2 separate regions of the Mus musculus genome follow, and region 1 is linked to region 2. Evidence: chromatin contacts called from public ChIA-PET data. All regions are on one chromosome and are shown on one strand. Each heading gives the region's core, a stretch centred on a gene start, on an enhancer-like site or on the middle of the called end of the contact. The rest is flanking DNA. Distances are from core to core; before and after follow the strand shown.

Region 1 (7,351 bases), core at 3,941-6,440, 510 kb after region 2:
GCATAAATTCACCGGCTCTTCAATTTGAGCACCTTAATTTAATACTTAGTGAGTAGTAAGTGGCTCTTAACACCAAGTGCACAAGAGTGGAATAGCCTAGTAGAAAAAGATGGTCTGATTTAATTTTAAGAAAATGTATGCTCTAAATTGGCTTTATTATGTTTACTACAATCATCTTTGTAATCAGTTCTCTCTTTGGTGGCACTTGGGATGGGATCTAGGGCTTTGCATGTGCTCTGTGGACCTTCTACTATTCACTGTGCTGGAATAACATTCTTTTAATAGAAGAAATTGTTACCGTTTAATTTTTATTACATTTTAATTTTGGGAACACATACATAGAGTTCAGAGAATAACTTCCAAGAATCAGTTCTTACCTCCTCCTGGGGATCAAATTCAGGTAATCAGGCTTTTCATCAAGCACCTTGACCTGCTGAACTGTCTTGTGGCTCAAATATAGGGGATTGTTGACACATAAGTCTTCATGAACCTACTATGCAGTTCAGATTGGCCTTAAACTCCTAGTGAACCTCCTGCCTCATCCCACCACACCCATCTTTGTCTACTTTATTGAAGACCTGATACAATCTTGCTTAAGAGAGTGAGCAGTTGTTCCCACAGTCCTTATGTTTCCAGACCTCTAACTGGAGCCAAGATTATGTCCTACAACACCCTCATCTACTTAGATTATGTCCTACAACACCCTCGTCTACTTAGATTATGTCCTACAACACCCTCATCTACTTAGATTATGTCCTACAACACCCTCATCTACTTAGATTATGTCCTACAACCCCTCATCTACTTAGATTATGTCCTACAACCCCTCATCTACTTAGATTATGTCCTACAACCCCTCATCTACTTAGATTATGTCCTACAACACCCTCATCTACTTAGATTATATCCTACAACACCCTCATCTACTTAGATTATGTCCTACAACCCCTCATCTACTTAGATTATGTCCTACAACACCCTCGTCTACTTAGATTATATCCTACAACCCCCTCATCTACTTAGATTATGTCCTACAACCCCTCATCTACTTAGATTATATCCTACAACCCCCTCATCTACTTAGATTATGTCCTACAACCCCTCATCTACTTAGATTATGTCCTACAACCCCCTCATCTACTTAGATTATATCCTACAACCCCCTCATCTACTTAGATTATGTCCTACAACCCTCTCATCTACTTAGATTATATCCTACAACCCCCTCATCTACTTAGATTATGTCCTACAACCCTCTCATCTACTTAGATTATATCCTACAACACCCTCATCTACTTAGATTATGTCCTACAACCCCTCATCTACTTAGATTATGTCCTACAACCCCCTCATCTACTTAGATTATGTCCTACAACCCCCTCATCTACTTAGATTATGTCCTACAACCCCTCATCTACTTAGATTATGTCCTACAACCCCTCATCTACTTAGATTATGTCCTACAACCCCTCATCTACTTAGATTATGTCCTACAACCCCCTTATCTACTTAGATTATGTCCTACAACCCCCTCATCTACTTAGATTATGTCCTACAACCCCCTCATCTACTTAGATTATGTCCTACAACCCTCTCATCTACTTAGATTATATCCTACAACCCCCTCATCTACTTAGATTATGTCCTACAACCCCCTTATCTACTTAGATTATGTCCTACAACCCCTCATCTACTTAGATTATGTCCTACAACCCCCTCATCTACTTAGATTATGTCCTACAACCCCCTCATCTACTTAGATTGGGAAGAAGAGGATTGTGTAGTGTGTTTTAAGACTTGCAAAAACTTTATACGTATGTATAGAACTTGTTTCAAAACATGGGAGGGGAGGAAAAAAAGAGGGGTGAAACCACGTACGAATAGACAACATGCTTTTGTATTTTTGCTGAATGAGTTAATGTGATTTACTTACAGAGATTCTAGTTTCAGTGTTTTAGTTCAAATAGTTCTAATTATTTGCCCTTTTGATTTTGGTATTGCTGTGCACTAACTGAAACTCATGGTACAGTTTAATGGAAGTGAAAAAGTTAAAACAAAACAGGATTGATGAAGTCCATTTATCATGTTGACCATTCAGCTATCTTCCTGACTCTCCAGAAAATTCCACTTATGATCTTGAACATACTGCATTTACCTAGGTGGGAATAAAAACCTTTGTGGCACTGTGACTGCTGCTGTGGGTGTCTTTTCCCTCTTTGGAGGAAGGGCTGATAGGATTCTAGATGCTCTCAGTTCCGTAAGAAAGATAGGCATCATTTCATAAGGAAACATGCTAAGTGTGATGGTCAAAGAAACACTGCATAAATTCTCCTTGGCTATGACTGTAAAATGGTAGAATTCCTAGATCTCAAATAGGAGGGCAGCCCATTAGAATCTGTTAAGTTCTGTCCCATGCCCCACCCTCCTAATGCTGGGGATTGAACCTAGGTCTTTGAGCACGATAGACAAGTAGCCCTGCTACTTTTTTAGATTGTATTTCAAGGTAGTATCTAAGTTACACAGGGTTTCCTTGAGTTTGTGACCCTTTTCTTGGCCTCTGGGTATCTGCTAGAGGGATGACTAAGTTCCTTCTTATATGCTTATGTGCTAATACATTTTCCCTCATTCTTTTCATTCCTACTCCCCTTTTGTAATTTAGTCTGTAGGTTATAGAAAAGCCAGGCAACGGTCATCACCTAGAATTTCTGCTATTGGAGCTGCTGTAGCAGCTGGTGGGACTGGTTTTTTAACGTTTTTGTGAGGAGCAGAAGATTTATACAAGTCTTAGAGTTTGTCATCTTGAGAATTTTGTTTAGAGTTTATTGTTAAAAATAATTGTGTGTGTTGGGTCATGTTTTTGATTGTTTATTTCAGATTGCTTATTGGTATTGGGATACTATCATACTGGGCTATAATTCACAGAATCCTTTGCAATAAGATACAGGCATGTGGTCTAGGCACTGTGCATTACATGGATGCATAAGATACAAATCCCAAAGAGAAGTGCAAGCTAACAGCTCTTGATTGGAATGGCTGCTTCATGTAGTTTGAGGCTTGAGACCCTGAGCTTGTGGGGCAGCAGTGCGGAGGGGCCAGTGACCTTGTCCTGCTCCCTGGGCTTTTGTGGTACTAGAGTGCTGTTATGGGGATCATTTGATGACTTTGCTGTTTTTCTGCTGTACAGCCTGTGAGTGGATGCTTTCTCTGAGAGTTACTTACATGTTTTAACAAGTTCTTTTTTGCAACTTAGATCCTGGTTTTATAGATTTTTGTAAATATTTTATTTTTCTGAGACTTAAAAATTGCCAAGCACATCTTTCACAGTTTTCCTTCCCCAGAGGTTTACATTTTGACACCATTTTTCTTGCTTGGTGTGTGTTTTGCACCTTTGGATTGTTTTGATGTTTGTCCTTCACCTCCTCAGCTTCAGTTCCACTGTAGTTAGGAAACCTTTCCTCCAGCTGGCACTTTTTTTCCCTGAATGCCAGCCGAAGTTGTCTAGGTGTGAAGTGTTGCTTTTTCTTTCTGTATGCATCTTAGTGGCACACTAGTGATAAGCTCCCAGTGAGCTGCTAACAGGCTTTTCTGTCTCTTGCATTACCAGGCAGAATGCACTGTTTAGATTCAAGGTCACCTGAAAAATCACAGTGAAGCCAGGCCGAGTGAGCTGAGATAACAAGCTAGCTACATTTGATTCACCTTAGCACCCTGTCCAGGATGTCCAATTTCCTTCTTCCTTACAGAGACTCAGATCTGCTCTCATTAGGAGGTCATGGCCTCGCCATCTGAATTACTTACTGTCTTTGTAATGGTTTGTGATTTTTGCCTTGACAAAAACCTGTTTGTCTCCAAGTTCCTTTCATTGTAACTTTTGGATTTGGTATTCATCCTCAGCAAGCTTACTATTTTAAATACCATTATAACTCTATAAATAATGAAGTAAATCAGACACACTGTAGAAATCCAGAAGGTACTAAACATACCTCTTGTGCCCAAGTCAGGGTTAAGGAGCCATTAACAACCTTTGTCCTCCTTTGCATCCCTCATCTGATGCTCTGAACTGATGATCCTCCTCCAGTCTCTTCCTGACCTGTAGGGGCTCTTCTTCCTTTCAAGTTCTTTCCTTCTCAGCTCGTCTTCCTTTGTTACTAGGTACCCGGTGGCCTAAGGTCCTTTGGCCATTCCACTCTTGTTTTTCTATGTCTGAGATGTTCATAAAATGACCTGAACAGTTTTACATTTCATTGCTTTATAGATGCATTCCAATTGACATAAAAAACTTAGTTCATTTCTTACTGCCTCTGTTACCTTTGCATGTTGAGTAAGAGTCAGTTTTGCTGAGAGATAACTAGGCTTTTTTGTCTTTGGCAAGTGGTGCGTAATGCTCGCACATGGTATCGTAATCAAGTGTGTGAGTTGATTTGCGATAGGCACCAGAAAGTAGGGGCTCAGAGGATCTAGGTTCAGGTATTGCTTTGGGGTCCAAAAGTTACAGCTTGATACCTCCCACCCTGTTTCCCTTAATTTTTATCTAGTGGCCTCCAGTTGGCCTGTGTGAGTTTGATGTAAAATTTATTTATTACTTTAATTTCTAGTGAAGTTGAGCATCTTTCATCACTCTGATATCCTGTTCTTTGAATCTTTTCTTCGTATGCTCTACATTTACTTTTTGTATTTTCCCTTTATATTGATTTCTGGCACTTTTTATAGTTTGTGCATTAGTGTTTTGAGAACTAAGCATTACAATTACTTTTCTAATCTTTGTTACACTCAGTTCTGTTAGTGTTTTAGTTTGTTGCTTGTATCTATAGTTGATGTTGAGTGTCAGCCTGATAGATTGAGCCAAGCCTAGGACCTCAGTAACAAGCACTTCTGGGTGTTTCTTTCCAGAGTGGATTAACTGAGGGCAGAGCTGCCCTGACTGTGGACTGTACCATTCAGAGACTGAGAGGCAGATAAAGTGAATGTGGGAACGAAAATCAGGTGTACACAGCTGTAATCCCAGTACTCCGGAGGTCAGGAGTTAAAGGTGCTTTTGGCCTACACAGAAGAGCCCTGTTTTCAAATTTTGGGGATTGAGAATGTACTCCAGTGGTAGAGTGTTAGCATAGCATGTGCAGCCTTGGGCTAGATCTCTAGAGTTGCACTTCACCCAACTCCAGCAAGAAGGGGGCGGAAACCTGAGGGTGGAGGTACTGTGGGAAGCCTGTTGGCATAGACAGACATCCTGTCTTTCTGTTTCCTGACCACTGATATGACACCATGATAAGAGTTTCTCTCCTGTGTCACGTCCTCCTGCCCCAAGTCAGAGGGAATCCCTCTTTAAAATGATTTCTGCCATGTATTTTTAGTGGTGGAAAAAGCCTGTTAAGACCGTGAGTTTTATTTGTGTTGTTTCTATTCTCTGGGCTGATTTGGTTTGTCTTCCTTCATGTCAGAATCACACTGTTAAATGAGAACAGTTCTAATGTGTCTTTGAAATTTAATAAAGTGAACCTTCTCTGAAACTTTCAGGTCAGCTTATCAAGTTTCAAACATCCTTCCAAAATAATCTAATATCAAGCAATTTCTAACAACTCTTGGAATTATGATTGGAACCTCACTGAATTTACAGTTTTCAGTGCGGTAACAGTCATCTGTTCCTTTATGTACTTTTAAATGTCTTCTGGTACAGTTGATGGCTTTCATAGACATAATCTTTAGATTTACTCTTGTTACTGTAGCTCTGGCTGGCCCAGAACTTGCTGTATAGACTAGGCTGGCCTCAAGCTCAGACATCCACTTGCCTTTGCCTCCAAAGTGCTGGAATTATAGGTGTTGCCACCATGCCCCATTTCTAGTTCCACCTCCCCATTTTTGTCCCCCCCAAAACTTTTAATTCAAAAAATAGGTTCTTTCGGGTATCCTCTGTTGATAAGCCTATAATTAGCAAATGCTGCATTAATGCTGCCCAAGTCTGTTCCTTTTAATTTTTCTTGTACTAACAACATTGAAGCCCTTCCTTGTTCTTGGTCATTTTTATGCTAGTGTGTGGAAGAGAGGTAGATTTGATTTTTAAGGACCAAAAAGTCTTAACTATAGTCCTTATAAAGGTTAAATATCTAGTTCCAACAAGCAACCTCTTATAGGGTAGACACTTTGTTCCTTTGTAGTCTTGTTAGTTGTACTGACATGTGAAGATCACTTTCATGTCAGCTGAAAGATTAATTTATAAGAATGGCTTTGATATATATATATGTGTGTATATATATATATATATATATATATATATATATATATATATATATATACACGCACACACACACACACACATATCCCTTCTTAATGGGGCTTCTGAGGGAGGCTATTCAGAACTGGAAATGTACTCAGTATTTAATATATTTCTGTAACTGAAACTACTGTAACTGAAACTACTCTGTTTGGATGCTTACGGTAACCTGAATCCTTCTTGATGTGTGAGTTGTCTTATACTTTGTTATAACATGGCTTAAGAGAATAACTTGATAAACCACTTTATACTTCATGCTGTTTCCTTCATCAGTAGAAGTATCATCATACCTTACCATCTAAATGGCTACTAGAATTAAGTAATTCCCAGAAGGCATTCAGAAGCGTCTGATCCCTGGGATTGGCCGTCTATGGGCTGCCACCTACTGCCTTTCTGGAAATTTCTTTAAATTCTAGAAAGATACTAGTACAACTGCATTTCCAGCCCTATAGTAACTCTTCTTGGCTTAGTACTTGCATGGATGACTAGCTAGTGTTCTGGGTTTTACTTTCTGTGATTTTTTTTTTTCCCCTCCTCTGCAGCCTATTCTGGTTGGCCTGGAAATTATGTTAATGATTGTTACTCCTAGGGGCTGGAGAGATGGCTCAGAGGTTAAGAGTTCAATTTCCAGCAACCACATGGTGGCTCACAACCATCTGTAATGGGATCTGATGCCTTTTTCTGGAGTCTCTGAAGACAGCTACAGTGTACTTGTCATATATATAAAAAATAAGATTTAAGATTTTATTTATTTAAAAAAAAAGATTGTTACACCTAGTTAATCACTGTGTCTTTCAAGGAAGCCAGGTTAGTTGCTGCCACTGTAGCTACTGTACTTTCTGTGCGTTAGCTTGCTCTGTTTCCCTTTCCTATTTTAACTTGTTTTCTTTACTTTTATACTACTTAAATGCTGCAGTAGAAAGCCACCCCAATGGGTACACATATACACATGTGTATATATGTACATACATGTGTGTGTGTATGTATGTATGCATCTAAACTTTAGATTATAAATGTGTACTTGGGTATATTTTTGTAAGTTTAAGATTATAGAAACTGCTATAAATTCATGGGCATCAACAA
Region 2 (6,786 bases), core at 2,186-4,685:
CCAGACCAGTCTGCCTGCCACTGCTCCACTGCACGCTGCCACGGTGCCCCAGCTTCTCCCGAGCCTCATATGGCTGGCTGTCTCTCTCACATCCTCCCTAGTGAGGATTTTGGTGACAGGGAGGGGCAGACAAGGTGATGAATTGGACCCTTTTGACGTGTCCTTGGGAATTTGCATTTAGGTTAAATTTAGGGTACAGATGTTATTCTCCAAATTCACTTTCAAGACACTTACACAGGATTTCCATGTCCCCTCTGTCCCCTCTTAGAGAAACCAATGAGTTTGTTGAATGGGTCAGTACCCAGCCCAAGTATATATAAGTCTCCAGAAAATTCTTGCGGGATTCATAGGACACAGTTGTAACTGATTTTTATCCCATGTCTACAGTTCAGCATCTCCCTTACGGCAAGGCCAAGGTTACGGACTCGCAGAAACCCCTCCACAAACATCCCTGCTCTCCCTGCTCTATGGCCCAGGGATCCTCCACAGTCGCTGCTGAGCTCTGCACCATGAAGGAGGTAACCGGTCTCCAGGGCTTCATGAAATGTACGTGCGGGCACAGTGCGCTCATCATTCATGCGTGTCGCCCAAAAGGTGGTGGCCCGCAACTGAAGCCTTTCCGAGACAAGTCCGGCGTGACTGGTTTTCTGTAACCTAGGCTCCTCCCAACGATCATAACTCCATGCTCAGTTGCCACAAGTCATCCACTTTCCCATCCGTTCTAGATCTCGCTAGAAATTTACATCGCACTCAGCGCCCTCTAGTTTATTAAGCGAATTTCCCCCCTCTTTTGAAAATTAAAACAAAGTGCCCCGCCCCAATAAAAAGCTGATCCAGGAAAAGCGTCTAGTATATACAGGAGTCCTTAAAATCAGTAAACATGGCAACAACCCAATAGGAAAAGAAAAAAAACTTGACAAAGACATAATTAATGGATTCAGAAAAGAGGATCCCTGAAAACCCCCTAGTGAGATGTCTCATTTGGAAGCAGTGACATGCAAATTTAAATCACGGTGGTGGTGGTGGGGGGGGGGGGGGTTCTCACTGTGTAGATTAGGAGACACTTGGATTCTAAGCCCTGTGAGGCTGTGGGGGAGAGCAACTTTCACATCCTGCTATACAGGCAGAGCTGCGATCTGGTTGACCCACAGGTTAAAGCTGTAAAGCTGCACTAGGCTGGAAATGGCAAATCCACCCTCAGTGAGCCGTGGGTGTGAGTGCATACCCCTGTGTAAAGACAGGGCAAACGACACAAACGCTCTCCAGCAAAGAAGGTGAACAAGTCGCAATCCGCTCGTACTGTTTTGCAATGAAAATAAATGGCCAGGAGAGAGGTTTCTAAATCCTGGTGTTACACTGTTGGCTAATATCCATCTCATCAGAACTGCAGTTGTTTTAGAATTTAGGACTAAATCTACATTTATTTGTTTATTTGTTTGTTCATTTATTTATTTATCTATTTTCGGTTTTTGTTTTTTACATCTCCTGTAGTAGTTAGTCCAGGCTGGCCTCCAACACACACACACACACACACACACACACACACACACACACCCTCTGTAGAGCAGGGGGGCTCAGGAAGCCAAGTCCATCTCTCCTGGAAAGGCTGGGGTCTTTAGGATCTTCAAGGAGGTCCTCCTCCTCTAGATTAGGGTTGGTCCTTTAGAACAAAAGCAGGGGAGATGAACCATCCACAGCTTTTGTAAACAAGTCCACAGGCAGGGGGCTGGAGAGGAGAGCCCACCAGTCCTTTGTTTTAAGCCTTCAGGCTTTTTTGTCTCAGGTCAGGAGCATGAGGAAGAAGCCAGCCATCTTGGAAGTTCACCACCTTTATTTCCTAGTCATGGCCCTTCTTCTTATCTGTCTACCTATCAGGAAACATAACTTCTAGTCCCTCAGGGAGACAGTGAACTTCCTATCCTCCTGCCTCTGCCTCCCGAGTTCTGGGATTACAAGCATGCACTGTGAAAAAGCCCAGTTTGTGCAATGCTGGAAGACTGACCCAAGGGCTCTGTGAGTCTAGGAAAGCGCTCTACCAGCTGAGCCGCATCTCCAGCCCTGGTCATTTCCCTTAGGCTGTGAGATGGTAATACACGTGTAAGCACTCCATATATTCCTTGAACTGGAACTTTGCAGATCTGTGGGCCTTCTTGATTAGATATTATGCTCCAATAATACGGCCAGGGTGTGAGAAGCTCAGCAGTCCAATGCTTGCCAAGCTTGCTTGCACAAGGCCCCGGGCTCCACCCCTTGCGCTAAGGAACTGGAAAGATGACTGGAAGGCAGGGGCTGAGTACCTAGCGCACAGTGCCAGCTTGTCCTCCGGAAGCGGAGGCCAGGGCCGATCGTTTGTGCTCTCGAGTTAGGAAGCATTCTGAGCAATAAAAAGAGACTCCCTCATCTCAAAAAAAGCAAGAACAAAACATTCCACAGCTACAAAAAAAATAAAATAAAATAAAATAAAATAAAATAAATGCACATGATCCTTGTGCGTCAGCAGAGAGCACTTTCTCAGTCTCGGAGACACAAGGTTAAGAAGACAGCAGCAGATGTTTCTGAGGGTCACATAGCATCGTGCCGTTTACATAAAGTTTTAGAGGTCACCATCTGTATGACATGGTACTTATGGATCCTGTGGATGTGAATATATATGTCTGTGCGGGTAAGGAGGAAATGCAGAGGGAAGCAGATCATACTTGGGGGCCTCTGCTTAGTAAGGCAGGTAGGCAGTATGCCACTAAACCATTGTCTATGGTCTCTATGCAGTAACATATATAAACACACACAAACATATACATACATTGTTTGTTTGGTTTTGGTTTTTTTGTTTTGTTTTGTTTTGTTTTGTTTTTTTTTTTTGAGACAAAGTTTCATTGTCTAGCCCTGGTTGTCCAGGCTGGCCTTGAACTCACAGAGATCTGCCTGCCTCTGCCTCTCCGGTATTGAAACTAAAGGCATGAGCCATCACTGTCCGGCTTGTACTAACATATTTTAGTATAATTTTGTTTGTTTGTTTGTTTGTTTAAAAAAATCAGGACATGTTACATCTCTTTGCATCCTTCTGGTTCCTCTTTCTCCAGGACTCTCACCGGTAACCTTCAAAGCAGAGAGTCCTGTTTTTCTCAGACTTGGTGCTAAGGAGCATACATAACATCTGGGGTCCCATTTCCTGAACATAAACTCCAGCTTTGCCATTGGCTGTGTGACCTGGGCAAGTGACTCAATCTCTCTGTGTTTCAGTTCACCCGTATGTAAGGTGAGGGTTCTATAGCAAGACTGAGCTAAGGAAGTGGCTGCTGAGGTCCATGACGTGTTGCTGCCAGAACCAGTCCGTGTGACGACCTTCCAGAGCATACATCCAGACTGTTGGGAAAGGTGGGTGAATGCTGAGTCCCCCGCTAGCTTTACTCTCTGCTCTGCTCACCTACAGGAGGCCCAGGAAGCCGGGGATATAGGCAGGGCTCCTCCTTCCTCTTCCGCCTCTGTCTCTTCCCACAGCCCCACCCACTTCAGCTGCCCCGGGTTTTGTTTTTCTCCAGCGGGGGGGGGGGGGGGGGGGGGGAAATGGGTGCGGCCTGGCTCCTTTGCCTTTTGCCTCTGCCGAGATGTGCTGCGCTTTCTTTCCATTTTTGAGACAGTTGCCTGAATTAGAGTTACATTGCCATCCGGGTCCTTCGCTTTGCTTGGGAATTTTAAAAATCTGGTCTTATCCAGGCTTCATCCTCACAGGACTAAGTGACAGCCTTGGGGGTGACACAAGTCTGGTAGCCCTAGCACCTGCAACATAGGGCCACCACAGGGAGAGAGCCTCAAATCTATGTACTTTGGGCCTCCTGTCATAGACACAGAGGCCCTGAAATGACCTGGGCTCTGCTTACTAATCAGACAAAGATCTTCCGGAAGTGGACCCCATCACCTGAGAGACCCAAAGATGACCTATGGACTCAAAGGACCCCGCTCTGGTTATTTGGGCAGGAGGAACGATCCGATGATTAGGCAGGTGATCCCATGCCTTCTGTTACAATGTCCTTCTATTCTGGGTCCCTCCTTCCCGCATTAAATCACAGTCTTTGCAAGGGTATCTGTCCGTGGAGGCTCTGTGGAGAAGTCACTTTATGAAGTTAAATTATTCATCAGAAATCCCTTGAGAAGACTGGTCCTTGCGGCTAGGACAGGCTGACTTTCACCTGAGCCGTGGCTCCCACCTCCTAAGGACAGGTCCTGCAAATCCTTCTTGAGGTCTGGGGAGCCATGCGTGCCGGAGGAGCAGAGCTGGAGAGCCGCTGGCTGGTGCCCCCATTAACATGGCTGTTCTGCCTCCTGAGGTGTGTGGATCCTTGTGCTTTTCCATTCGTGTGTGTGTGTGTGTGTGTGTGTGTGTGTGTGTGTAACGCTTATCTGTTTTGTTTGCTGTCATTTTTAATAAAAAATTAATTTCACAGGTTTAAGTACAGGCTTGCTGCTACAATGTCCTTCTATTCTGGGTCCCTCCTTCCCATGTTAAGTCACAGTAAGGGTGTCTGTCCATGGAGGCTCCGTGGAAAAAAAAGTCAAAACTAGCCAGGTGTGCTAGCTAGATTCACATCAGTTTGACACAGCTGGGGTCATCTGAGGGAACCTCAATTGAGAAACCAGGACCAGGCTGTAGGCAAGCCTGTGGAGCAGTTTCTTTTTAAGGAGTAGTGGGGGAGGGTCCAGCCCACCGTGGGTGGTGCCATCCCTAGGCAGGTGGTCCTGGGTTCTATAAGTAATCAGGCTGAGCAAGCCATGGGGAGGAAGCCAGCAAGCAGTAATCGGCCATTGCTTCTGATCAGCTCCTGCCTGCCTCCAGGCTCCTGCCCTCTTTGAGCTCCTGCCCTGGCTTTGCCCAGTGGGCTGTGCTGTGGTAGTGTAAGACGAATCATCACTTTCTCCCAGGCTGCTTTTAGGGATGGTGTTTTATCATAGGGGGTGGAAATCCTAACTGAGACACCAGGCACAGTGGTAGTGCAGCAGGAGACCTGGCACTGCAACGCCTCAGGTAGGAAGGTCAGCTGAGCACAGGAATGCAAGGTTAGTCTATCTCAAAGATGACTGACCGCACTTCTTAAAAAGTTGCCTTTTTTTGTTGTTTGTTTGGTTTGATGTTTTTGTTTTTGTTTTGCTTTGTTTTGTTTTGTTTGCCAGGCAGTGATGGTACACGCCTTTAATGCCAGCCCTCAGATTCCACCTCTGGAGTTCAAGGCCATCCTGGTTTACCAAGCAAGTTCCAGGACATCAGGGCCACTTTTTTTTTGAGTAGGGACCAATGAGATGATTTAGTACGTAAAGGTGTTTGCAGGGCCAGCTTGGGGACCTGAGTTTGACCCCTGGGACCCATATAAAGGTAAAGAAGAGCACTGAGTCCACAAAGTTGTGGATCTCCTCATGATTCCTATTTTCTATACCACATGTGAGTGCGCACAATACACACACAATACAATAATACACACACAATACAACAATAATAATAATAATAACAACAACAACAACAATAATAATAATAATAATAATTAATGCCTAGTGCATTTTCCTATAGCCCCAGCATCCCAGCCAAGTCAGGAAGATCGCAAGTTCAAGACCACCCTTTGGTTACATAGTGAATTCCAGGTTAACCTGAGCCACACAATGAGACACTCAAACATCAACAAAACAAGAACTTACCGAACAAAAGCACCAGAACGCAGCTTGTGCAGCTCTGGAGGGGATGGTGGTGGGTGTGAGAGAAAGAGCTAGGAGTAAAGTTACACTCCTCTAGGTCACAACAGGGAAGGGCCAGGGCCCGCTAGACCACAGTGCAGAGCGCTGGTGTGCTCTCCTGACCCAACTTAAGAGGAGCCAGAACTGTATCAGAACTGTAGAGCAGCCCCATCAGCTGCTATTGCGTTGGTGGGAAGAACCCCCACCCCACCTGAATGATTTTCTGTATTTTAGAGTCACAGAACCTGACATCTCCAGCCTGCTGTTTCTCATGCAAATGTTGACACACCTTGCAGATTTCCAAGGGAGGCCAGTGCTGTCATTTGTTCTGTTTATGGCCACGGTTGGGGCTTATTTCTATACTTATATATACACATGTATATACATAAATACACATAAATAAATATATAGTAATAAATAGTAAATAAAATAACATAAATATAAATAAAATAATAAATATATAAAATAAAATGTTTGTATGTTTATCTATTTATGGTATATTGTGTATTTATTATTGTGTTTTTATCTATTTATGGTGTATTGTGTATTTATTATTGTGTTTTAAAGGTCACACTGACCAGAAAATAAGGCCATATTTTCTAATACTCCTTGTAACTAGCTGAGACCAGGTAACCCAGGATTCTGCCTAAGAGATGCAGTGGAAAGGCAACCTCAAAGTGTGGGGCATGCTCTCCGCAAACCCTCTCATCTCCTGGTGCTGAGACCCAGATGTAAGGGGTGGAGCACAGGTAACAGGCTTGAAAGCAATGACGTGAATGCCGCGTTTTCCATCCACGATCAGACGTCTCTGATCATGGTCACTAGGTCACTGGTCTTTTTTTGTTTCCTTTTGGAAACAGGATTGTGCTCTGTAGCTCAGGCTGGCCTCCAATTGATCCTCTGCCTCAGCCTCCCCAGGGCTAACATTAAAGGTATGTATCATTTTTTTTCCAGCACAGTCTTGTATCCCCAGCTGAATGGGGTGCTAGCTAGGAGTCAGGGAACAGGCCTGAAGGGAGTCCATCTAACATGTCATTAGCATATTGAGTCAAACAATTGTGGCAACAA

Evidence for each region. ChIA-PET counts read pairs in DNA pulled down with a chosen protein or histone mark.
Region 1: a contact with region 2 is called in an RNA polymerase II ChIA-PET map of memory CD8 T cells, with 6 read pairs. The contact joins two enhancer-like sites. A contact is called at or near these places in 4 of 484 Hi-C or Micro-C datasets (cerebellum, myocytes, neutrophils and 1 more), 1 of 115 datasets of contacts at active chromatin or transcription factors (memory CD8 T cells) and 1 of 9 other capture datasets (embryonic stem cells).

The regions. Positions count from the first base shown.
Region 1 is chr3:84,843,796-84,851,146 of GRCm38.p6, forward strand. All of the region lies in intron 1 of Fbxw7 (F-box and WD-40 domain protein 7), which reads left to right. All of the region lies in intron 3 of Gm40080 (a long non-coding RNA gene), which reads right to left. Among named protein-coding and RNA genes, the nearest start is that of Gm40080, 31 kb to the right of the region's middle. Within about 2 kb of position 5,191, at least 26 of the 459 cell types and tissues checked have an H3K27ac peak or open chromatin away from gene starts, as enhancers often do. A contact at or near this core is called in memory CD8 T cells, where this site is marked.
Region 2 is chr3:84,334,321-84,341,106 of GRCm38.p6, forward strand. No RefSeq gene overlaps it. Among named protein-coding and RNA genes, the nearest start is that of 4930565D16Rik, 42 kb to the right of the region's middle. Within about 2 kb of position 3,436, at least 79 of the 459 cell types and tissues checked have an H3K27ac peak or open chromatin away from gene starts, as enhancers often do. A contact at or near this core is called in memory CD8 T cells, where this site is marked.